Linked DNA regions of Mus musculus: all the other regions are linked to region 1. Evidence: chromatin contacts called from public Hi-C and promoter capture Hi-C data. All regions are on one chromosome and are shown on one strand. The core of a region is the stretch at or near the end of the contact, and the rest is flanking DNA. Distances in the headings are between cores, read along the strand shown. Region 1 holds the start of Atp11a (ATPase, class VI, type 11A). Region 2 overlaps Mcf2l (mcf.2 transforming sequence-like). Region 3 holds the start of Spaca7 (sperm acrosome associated 7).

Region 1 (2,885 bases), core at 205-2,704:
GAGCAGTCAAAAATGAGATGAGCAGAAGGAATAACATTCCATAACTTACATTCCAGATGCATTATCAAATAATTAAGAGTGGCAAAGTTCGTTAAGGAATATCTGCAGCCTAGATTTGAGAGAAAATACCACTTCGAAAGTAGAATAGCACAGCAAAAAGAAACTAACTTGAAATTTTACCTAGATAAGGAAATATAAAATAGCTGAAGGCTTGCCTAAGGGCACTGTGGAAGTAAAAGACAGCACCAGGGACGGAAAATTCGTCCTGTGGCCCTGGGAAGCTGGCAGGTGACTGTCTACAGGGACCAAGAAGACCACCCCTCCTCCTTTCGCTTCCCACGGGGGTGGGGTGGGGTGGGGTGGGGTGGGGAGGGCTGCAGTTTCCTAGTCTCATTCTTTGCTTACTGGAAGGCCAAAATTGGATGGAAATTAACCAGAAAAGCAAGAAGAAAAACCCGGGTAAATTCCCCTTCAGAAAAACCCACATCCAAGGACAAGTGTCACTCAGAGAAGCTAGAGAGAGCCGGCTCTGGTCCCCTCCGTACCCAGCCCGCACTGGGCAAGGCACGCGCTCCTCAAACCTGTGACCACCCCGCGCCAGCTGCCGTACAATAGGTCCTTGTGTCCAGCTTAGGGAAGACAAGCTGTCCCGGGGCAGATTCTCTCTTTTCTGTACACACACCCACTTTGCTCCATCCCGGCTGATGGATGCCACCTACCTCCCTGGTCTCCCCTGGTGAGGCACTCCGTCACTAACCGCGCAGCAGCATCCAAGGGAGCCGGGAACTACGCACTCGGACCTGGCTGACTACTTTCAGAGATGGCAAACTTCACTTCTGACTCCCCTGTGGAGGCTCCCCGCTTCCCCGCAGCCCCGTACATATGTCCCAGCCGGTCCCGGTCCCCGCGTCGGCCCGCCCCGCTGGGGCTGAGCGCAACCCCCATAAGGATGGATGTCCCTCGACCCCGGGATCGACCCGGCTGCAACTGCCTTCCGGGTGGGCCTGGCCGAGCGCAGGTGGAGCGCGGCGGGGACCCGACGGCGGGACGTTCCGGGCCTGAACCCTGACCCAGACCCGGACCCCGGACCCCGGACCCATCACAGAGAGCCACTCACGTATCTGCGCACGAGCGTCCTCAATAGACTGCAGTCCATGGTTATCGCTCCCGGCTCCGCGAGCCCCTGGGCTGCGGGCGCTAGCGCAGCCGCCCCCCGCCCGGTCACGGCCTGGGCGGCGCGGGGGGCGGCCGCGGCCCCTCCGCGCTCATGCCCCGCCGGCGGCGGCCAAGGGTCTCGGCCCGCGCGCAGGCGGCTCGGAGGAGGCGGCCTGCGCCCGGCGCTACTCCCGTCGGGCCGACGCGGCCTGCGCTCGATGCTCCGCGCCTGCTCCTCCCGCGGCCGCCGCGCCTCTGGAGCCGGCTCTGCCCCGCTGCGCCCCGCGCGTCACGGGCGCGTGTGAGCATGCGCGCGCCGCAGCCCCCGCCCCGGCCCCGCGCGCGCCGCGACTCCCTAGCGCGTCGCCGCCGCCCTGTTGCTTCCGCCTCCCTGCGGGACTGGGGGAGGGGGGGCGGGGGGGGCTGTCATCGCCCCCGCGTGGCTCGTCGGGTGCTGATCCACCCCTTCTCCACCCCCGCCCCGTTCACTCCTCTTCTAAAACGGAAGCCTGGCTGTGAGCCCAGGACTCCATGGCGAGTGCCATGGGCCTGGGTCCCTAGGCCTGCGGGGGGGGGGGGGGGGTCACACCTCCTGCCGTGGCGTGGACAGAAGACACAGGATCCTCAGGTGGCTACAGGGAGCGAACATTACCACCCCTTTTGGGACTGACTCCCTTGGAGACCAAACCAAACACGTCCTGATCCAGCTCTCATGACTCACTACTCTCTACCTCTACCTACTCCTGGGGCCCAGTCTCTGTCCTGCCTTCCAGAAACCAGGCCTCAGGGAAGACCCTCCACAGTCCTGGGTTTTACCTTGTGGTCCAGCCCCCTGTCAAATGCTTCCTGCTTCTACCTTACAACTGTATCACCATGGCTAGCACCCAGGGAAGGTGGTTCTTTGCTGCCTAGGTGTGAAGTGGCACATGGCTGAACAACCTTCCTTACCTCCAGCCCAGCCGTAATCTAGCTAATGTTTACTGGTTCCACATCCCTTGCTTTTGCTTCTGATAACGGTAGAACCAGAGACGAGGGATCTGCAGTGGCCGATCAGGAGCACCAGACCTGAGGATTAGGAATGTATTTGAGAGCGTTCTGACAGGGTGTGGAGGAGATCTGACTTTGCTATGGTTTGGATTAGACACTGGTGGCAATGGTGCCAGTGACTAAACTGATCTCCTGAGCCACCACCGCCTTCTACCCTGTTTTCTACCTAAGTTCTACACCAGTGCTCACCACGGAGCACCAGCTACAGACACCCAGCCAGCCTCAGGGCAAAGGGTTTTCTCTCCGGGCTTCCTGGACTTGCTGTGAGCCTGGTGGAGTTGGCAGTCAGCGCTCATTGGTACTCCTAGCTGTGGTGTGGACTCTTGAGGACAGCAGGCCTCTATGTCTAGGGACTAGCTGCTGGCCTCAGTGGGCCTGACTGGGCTGTTCATGTGTCTCTGATGCTCTATCTCTTTCCTACCATGACTGCTGGGCCAAATTGTAGGCTATTGGCCAATTACAATTGCAGTGGGTATTCCTGGCACAGATGTGCCTCAGGATAAAGCCTTCCTATCTATCCTTAGAGAATGTTCTACTTGGAGGAATGTTTCATTTCCTTCCTTCCTTTCTTTTTTCTTGTTTGGATTTTTGAGACCGAATCTTCATTCTAGGCTGGTCTCAAACTCTATACAAACATCCTGCCTCAGCCTCTGAAGTGTTGGAACACAGGAGTGAGCCCTGGT
Region 2 (2,885 bases), core at 225-2,724, 200 kb before region 1:
GCACCTAGGGTGTCCTCCCCGGCCCGCCTCTTCCAGATATGTGCAATACCAGCCTACGGTTTTCACGTCAGTGTGTGGGAACCACTTAGAAGAGCATCAGTTGAAGGTGGGGAATCCACCTTCTCCGAATGAATATATAGGCCATTTCCACTAGGTGGGACCCTGTGGTGGAAGGTCAGGAGTTAAACTCTCACCTTCCCAAGGGCTGTAATGGTGTACAGGCAAACACCTGCCCAAGCATTCACACCCTGGAGTGTGGGTGTCACTACGCACGGTGGTTTCCAAGCTTGCAACCACTCCTTAAAGGAACACAGTTCCCAGGAAGTTTGCTGGGCTCTCTGCTTAGTTCTCATAGGAGACATTGTTCATTCTCAAGTGGACCGCACAGCTGGATGGAGCCAGCAGCTATGACCAGCAACGGCCTTGCTACATGAGCGTTTGCAGCACCTGACCTCTGCTGCCAGCTCTCCACTGTGACATCTCTAGGGTCAGGTTCATAGAGTGTCACCTCTGCCTGTCCCACAGAACTCTTTGCCATGCTCAGGGAAGATAAACATCCCATGCAGAACCATCCCACACCAGTCCCATCCCATGGCAGTCATAACTGGAGAGGCCTCAGAAGCCTGAGAAGTCTTTGGGTGACAACATTTCCCATCCCAAACTCTCTGGCCTCAGAATTGGGGTACCTAAAAGCTACCTAAAGTGTCACAGTGTTGGGGGCCAGTGCTGTTCAGGACAGCCCTCACCGGCAGGAAGCAGACAGCTCCCCTAGCTACCACTACCTACCCACCCAAGTATAGAGCCACCCCTTTCTCATCTACCAGGATCTCTCATCCACCAGTGTTTACTGAAGTCTGCAGAGGCTCATTCCCACAGTGAGAAACACAAGAGAACTGTGGGGAGGTCGGAGCTGCAGGGTCCCGAGCAATTAAATTACACTTCATTTGGCTCACAGAGGAAACTGTTCATTGAAGTAGCAACAGCAGCGAGTGCTTTCTTGTTACTAATGAATTTAATCATTAGGGCCACTTAGGAGGAGGCAAGCCTATGCCTTGAACGAGTAAGACAGCTTGCCTGAAGTCACATGGTGATGCCCATGTGACTGCAGGGTCAATGTCAACAAAGGATAGACAGAGAAGCTGGCTGGCTCGAGGCTTCGAGGTGAAGACCCAACTGCAGGGTTTAGAAGTAAAAGCTAAAGGTGTCAGTTTCTGGTGCAGAGAGGGCTGGACAAGAGGCCCTTGGAGCGAAGCAGCATCTTGGTGCCTCTCCATGACCCGTTCAGGGGCAACATCCACAGTTTAGCTACCCGAACAGCTGATTCTCCCATGAACCCTTTGTCTTTGAGTCAACAGATGGAGAAATAGCTTTACAATCTGCAAAGGAAGTATGTGGCTATTCTGTGAGGTTTGTATCTTTGATCAGCTCTTTACCTCAGGCAGAAAGGCAGATGTCTAATAACCAGGGCAGCTGTCTCCAAGCTGTGAACTGCAGCTGCAAAGACAGACGGGGATGGGGTGCAGGGATAGGGTAGAGGGTATGGGCGGAGGGCATGGCACGTGGGGCCTAGGATACAGGATGTGGGGGATGGGGCATGGGGGCTGGAGTGTGAGGCTTCACTTGAGGCCATGGCTGAGGAAACCAGGAAGGGCAGACAGGTGGGATGTGTCCGCAGAGGAGTCCAGTCTTTCAGCCCAACACAGTCTGCACGTTGTTCTCATACAAAGCACAGTGAAAAGCTTGTTTGTGCCTAACATCCTCAGGAATCACGTTATCGTGAGGTTGCATTCTGGGCCAAGCCTCACTTTGGGACCCTGATTTCCTGACACTGACTGCGAGGCTGGCTGCTGACCTGACCAAGAGGAGCCAAGCGTTCTGGTATGGGCTCTGGGTTTGGCCAGCAGGTGCTAAGTGACCTTGGTAGATTGCTTGACTCTGAGAGGCAATCTCTAAAATGTCAGGACAAGCAAGGTCTCTCCCTTCAGAGTGACCTGCACATCTGGTGGATGGTGGACATTTAACCATTACTGATAGGAACACCTGCTTCTGCCCTGGTCCATGTCCAGGACCACCCAGCTCTCCAGGCCCCTTGGAGCACTGCCTACTCTGCTGGTCTCTCCCAGGTGGTTTCTGGGTCTGCATCTATATCCTTGGGAGGATGACACCCACAGTGCTGCTCATGCCTGTAGCTCAGGGCGACTCAAGTTTACAGACAGATGGGAGCACGGTTAGAGCTGCCACAAAGAGAGGATGTGCCTTGGTCACATACGCCCCAGGTTTACTGTGGCACACATATTTGTCCTGGCTAATTTTATGTCAACCTCACACAAGCTAGGGTCATTTTGGAGGATGATTCTAGCCTGTAGGTGTGGCCACCCTGGCCTGGTGGGTCTGAGCTCTATAAAAAAGCAGGCTGAGCAAGCCATGAGCAGAAAGCCAGTTAACAGCACTCTTCCGTGGCCTCTGCATCAGCTCCTGCCTCCAGGATCCTGCCTGCCCTGGTGATGGTCTAAGAAGGGGGAAGTGGAATAAACCCTTTCCTCCTTGAGTTGCTTCATCACAGCAACAAAAACCCTAACTGAGACAATGCCAAAGAGTGACTTAGGCAGAAATGGAAGAGTGGCGTCAGTTGAGGGGTGTGAAGATCAGAAAGACCGTTCTGATAATTTTAACAGCTTTCTCAATATTTTGCTTAAACGGTCTTTGAATACAGGAAGTATTGTTGGATAGACTTGCCCTGGGGGCCACACAACTGTACTGCACATGCAGGATGGGCCTCTGTCTCCCAAAGGTCTCGGTCCCCTTCAGTCTCTGTAGGTCCTTCTATAACCAGTGATTCACAGATGGGCCCTGGGCTGGGAATGACCAGAGGGAGCCTGGTGCTG
Region 3 (2,885 bases), core at 125-2,624, 180 kb after region 1:
CCCAAGTCTCAGGGTCACGACTGAACTCACACTGTACTTCTGCAAATGAGCAGGAAGAAGCCAGGGAGATAGGATTTATAGTCAGGAGAGACATCACATTGCTGATCTCTGACTGTAAATAAGGATTTAATGGGGAACTGTAATATTTGGCTGAGATTCCCACTCCCATTTCCAATTCCCCCAACAACCTCTGCTATAACCTAGAGGTAAGCTCCTTCTCCTTCTTCTCCTTCTTCTCCTTCTTCTCCTTCTTCTCCTTCTTCTCCTTCTTCTCCTTCTCCTCCTCCTCCTTCTCCTTCTCCTCCTTCTCTTCTCTTTCTCCTTCTCCCTTTCCTCCTCCTCCTCCTCCTCCTCCTCCTCCTCCTCCTCCTCCTCCTCCTCCTCCTTCTTCTTCTTCTTCTCCATCTCCTTCTCCTTCTCCTCCTCCTCCTTCCTCTCTCTCTCTCACTCTCTCTCTGTCTGTCTCCCTCTGTATCTCTGTCTGTCTCTGTCTCTGTCTCTCTCTCATTGACCATGAATCTAGATTGTGTCCTGAATTTGGGTTTCTCTGATTAATGTAGCCCCAGCTGGCCTCCAACTTACAGAGATCTACCTGCCTCTACCTCTGCCTCCCAGTGCTGGCATTAGAGATGTACACAAGCATATCTGGCTACCTGGCCATCATTAACAAGCATCAAGAACACTGTATCTTTCATTGGTGTTAAAAGCAATAAAGGATTAGTGTTAATGCTGTTAGTGTAAGAAGAACAGGCATATAAAAATATGCTTTATCCACTTCACAGAGAGTAGCGAAACGTTGGGACAGTGCTAAATGTTACACAAAAGGATATGTATGTGCTTGAGCATGTATCAATGTGTGTATTTGTACCTGTCTATATGTGTGTGTCTTTATATGTATGTGTGTGGTGCATGCACACATTTGTAGGCATCAAAACAAGTTGGGAAACATGCAGTCATAAAAACGGAAGAGGGACAAATGGAGGTTTGTGACACTATTCCTCTACCTTGGAACGAGTTAGAACATTCCCATTAAGTTAATAGAAAACTTATGTGCGCGGTGTATAAAGCCGCTCCCTGGCATTCCTGTGTGAGAGGCATTCAAAGATGGACTTTCCCTTCTCGCCACTCCCCAAGTTCCAGCGAAGGAAACACAAAGAAGAGTGCTTCCTCTACGGCTTCCAGGCTGGAGGTTTCTGTCCACCGAACCTACCTGAAGTTGTCTTGATCGGCTGCAGCTCAGCGCCTTGCCAGCAGCACAGCAGGAAGACAGATAAGAAGGTCCTCGATCCTCTATTCGCTGCCATGGTCCCTCCAGTTACAGGAGGAGGCCCTTCCCTGGAAGGTAGGTCTTCAGCTTCCCCAGCCTTGGACTCCTGGATACGTGGAATGTGGGGGACCTGTGACATCACCACAGGGCACTGACCTGGGTTCCTTCCCCATTAGAGTGTATGTTAACCCTGTGAGAACATGGTTAAGAAGTGAACTGGGGTCCTGCCAGGTATGGGGTTTGTTTCTCTGTGAGGCACTGTGGGGAGCTGATGGTGTGTGAGGCTTTCTTGGTAGATGTCAGCCTCAGAGAGCAAGAAGAGTATTCTAGCTCTTCCAGCATCTATAAAAACACAGAGCCCCAGGGACTTAACACATATCGTGACTTAACTGTTGGGAATTCTGACCACGTGACCATGACACCAGCTTAATACTTAACCGAGGGTCTGAATAGGATCCAGGCATATGGCCACATTTCTCCAAGCTGTGACTCAGTTGAATGACCAGAGACAAAGACAGACATGGCCAGAGGACAAGCCTGGTCAGTGGGGCAGCTGTGACTTGCTACCCCTATAACTAGGAAGTCAGATGTCAGATCCTGGTGTAGGAGTGGATCCCTCTATGTTGGTCATGAGAACTTGGGATCTGGGATGGCTCAGAAGAAGCTTAAAAAATCTGGCTCAGTTCACTCCAGAAGTCAGTCTGTATGGTCATCCCAAAACCTGGTCCCCTAAAGCAACTAATGTGTAACTGTGAGTTAGCTCTGCAGGGGTGAACTGAGCTTGGTCACTGCTGAGTGCTGAGGAGACAGGTCCTTCCTGTCTCATCCTTGCAAATCCACTGGCCAGACAAGCCATAGGCTCAGCCAGACTCAAGGGAGCTGCACAGAGAGGGTGTGTGAGCTGTTCAGGCCACAGAGCTCTTACTGCCTGCTTGCAGAGGCACCGAGTTCATGGGGAGATGGCAGTCAGGGTTACCAGTTGCTTTTGGGGGATTCAGATCTCAAGAATGGTCCTCTAAATTTTCCTCGGGTCTTTGCTGCCCTTTAGCAAGAATTTCACATATCCTCCCCTTTGCGTGGATATCTTTAAGAAGTGTTTCGATCAGGAGGGAAGTCAGAAAATTGATCTTTTGATACCTATTTCATTGAACACAGATTTTGACAGATGTCTGGCTTGGGGCATGTGGACACTCCCTGTGCTGTACCCTCAGTGAAGAGAGAACCACAAGTCCCTGGCATCCAGCCCCAGTCCCTGCATCTTCTGAGATGGTTCCAGGAGAAAGAGGCAAATAATATATTTTTAAAAATAACCTTATAATTAAAATAAAAGCATTTAGAGGTAGGGGCTCATGTACCAATGCTGACCTTGAACTTGGTATGTAGCCAAGAATGACTTTGAACTACTGATCCTCCTGCCTCTGTCTCCCAGATGCTGGGGTCACAGGTGTGGGCCGCCATGCCTGGTTCATGACTTTTTAAAAAAAATTATATGTATAGATGTTTTGCCTACATGTATGTATGTGCACCATAGAATAGGGTGTCAGATCCCCTGGAACTGGAGTTGCAGTTGTTTATTAGTCACCATGTGTGTGCTGGGAACTGACCCCAGATCCTTTCT

The links. Promoter capture Hi-C pulls out the DNA fragments that hold promoters and counts their contacts. A called contact is a pair of places that touch in the nucleus more often than the background predicts.
Region 2: a contact with region 1 is called in a Hi-C map of rod photoreceptor, with 1.6 times the contacts expected there. The contact joins the enhancer-like site here to the promoter of Atp11a in region 1. A contact is called at or near these places in 1 of 484 Hi-C or Micro-C datasets (rod photoreceptor), 1 of 115 datasets of contacts at active chromatin or transcription factors (embryonic stem cells) and 2 of 9 other capture datasets (adipose tissue and pancreatic islet).
Region 3: a contact with region 1 is called in a promoter capture Hi-C map of stem cell-derived epiblast-like cells, with 3 times the contacts expected there. The contact joins the promoter of Spaca7 here to the promoter of Atp11a in region 1. A contact is called at or near these places in 7 of 39 promoter capture datasets (cranial neural crest, embryonic stem cells, hippocampal neurons and 3 more) and 1 of 115 datasets of contacts at active chromatin or transcription factors (pancreatic cancer cells).

The regions. Positions count from the first base shown.
Region 1 is chr8:12,755,585-12,758,469 of GRCm38.p6, reverse strand. It overlaps Atp11a (ATPase, class VI, type 11A), which reads right to left and starts at 1,454. Exons shown (of 30, transcript NM_001293667.1): 1 at 1,118-1,454. The coding sequence starts at 1,156. It overlaps Gm33587 (a long non-coding RNA gene), which reads left to right and starts at 1,574. Exons shown (of 3, transcript XR_378725.3): 1 at 1,574-1,783.
Region 2 is chr8:12,955,765-12,958,649 of GRCm38.p6, reverse strand. The region is part of intron 1 of Mcf2l (mcf.2 transforming sequence-like); the gene reads right to left. Among named protein-coding and RNA genes, the nearest start is that of Gm38671, 9.3 kb to the right of the region's middle. Within about 2 kb of position 1,474, at least 33 of the 459 cell types and tissues checked have an H3K27ac peak or open chromatin away from gene starts, as enhancers often do. A contact at or near this core is called in rod photoreceptor, where this site is marked.
Region 3 is chr8:12,571,525-12,574,409 of GRCm38.p6, reverse strand. Spaca7 (sperm acrosome associated 7) reads right to left here and starts at 1,374. Exons shown (of 7, transcript NM_024279.3): 1 at 1,211-1,374. The coding sequence starts at 1,304.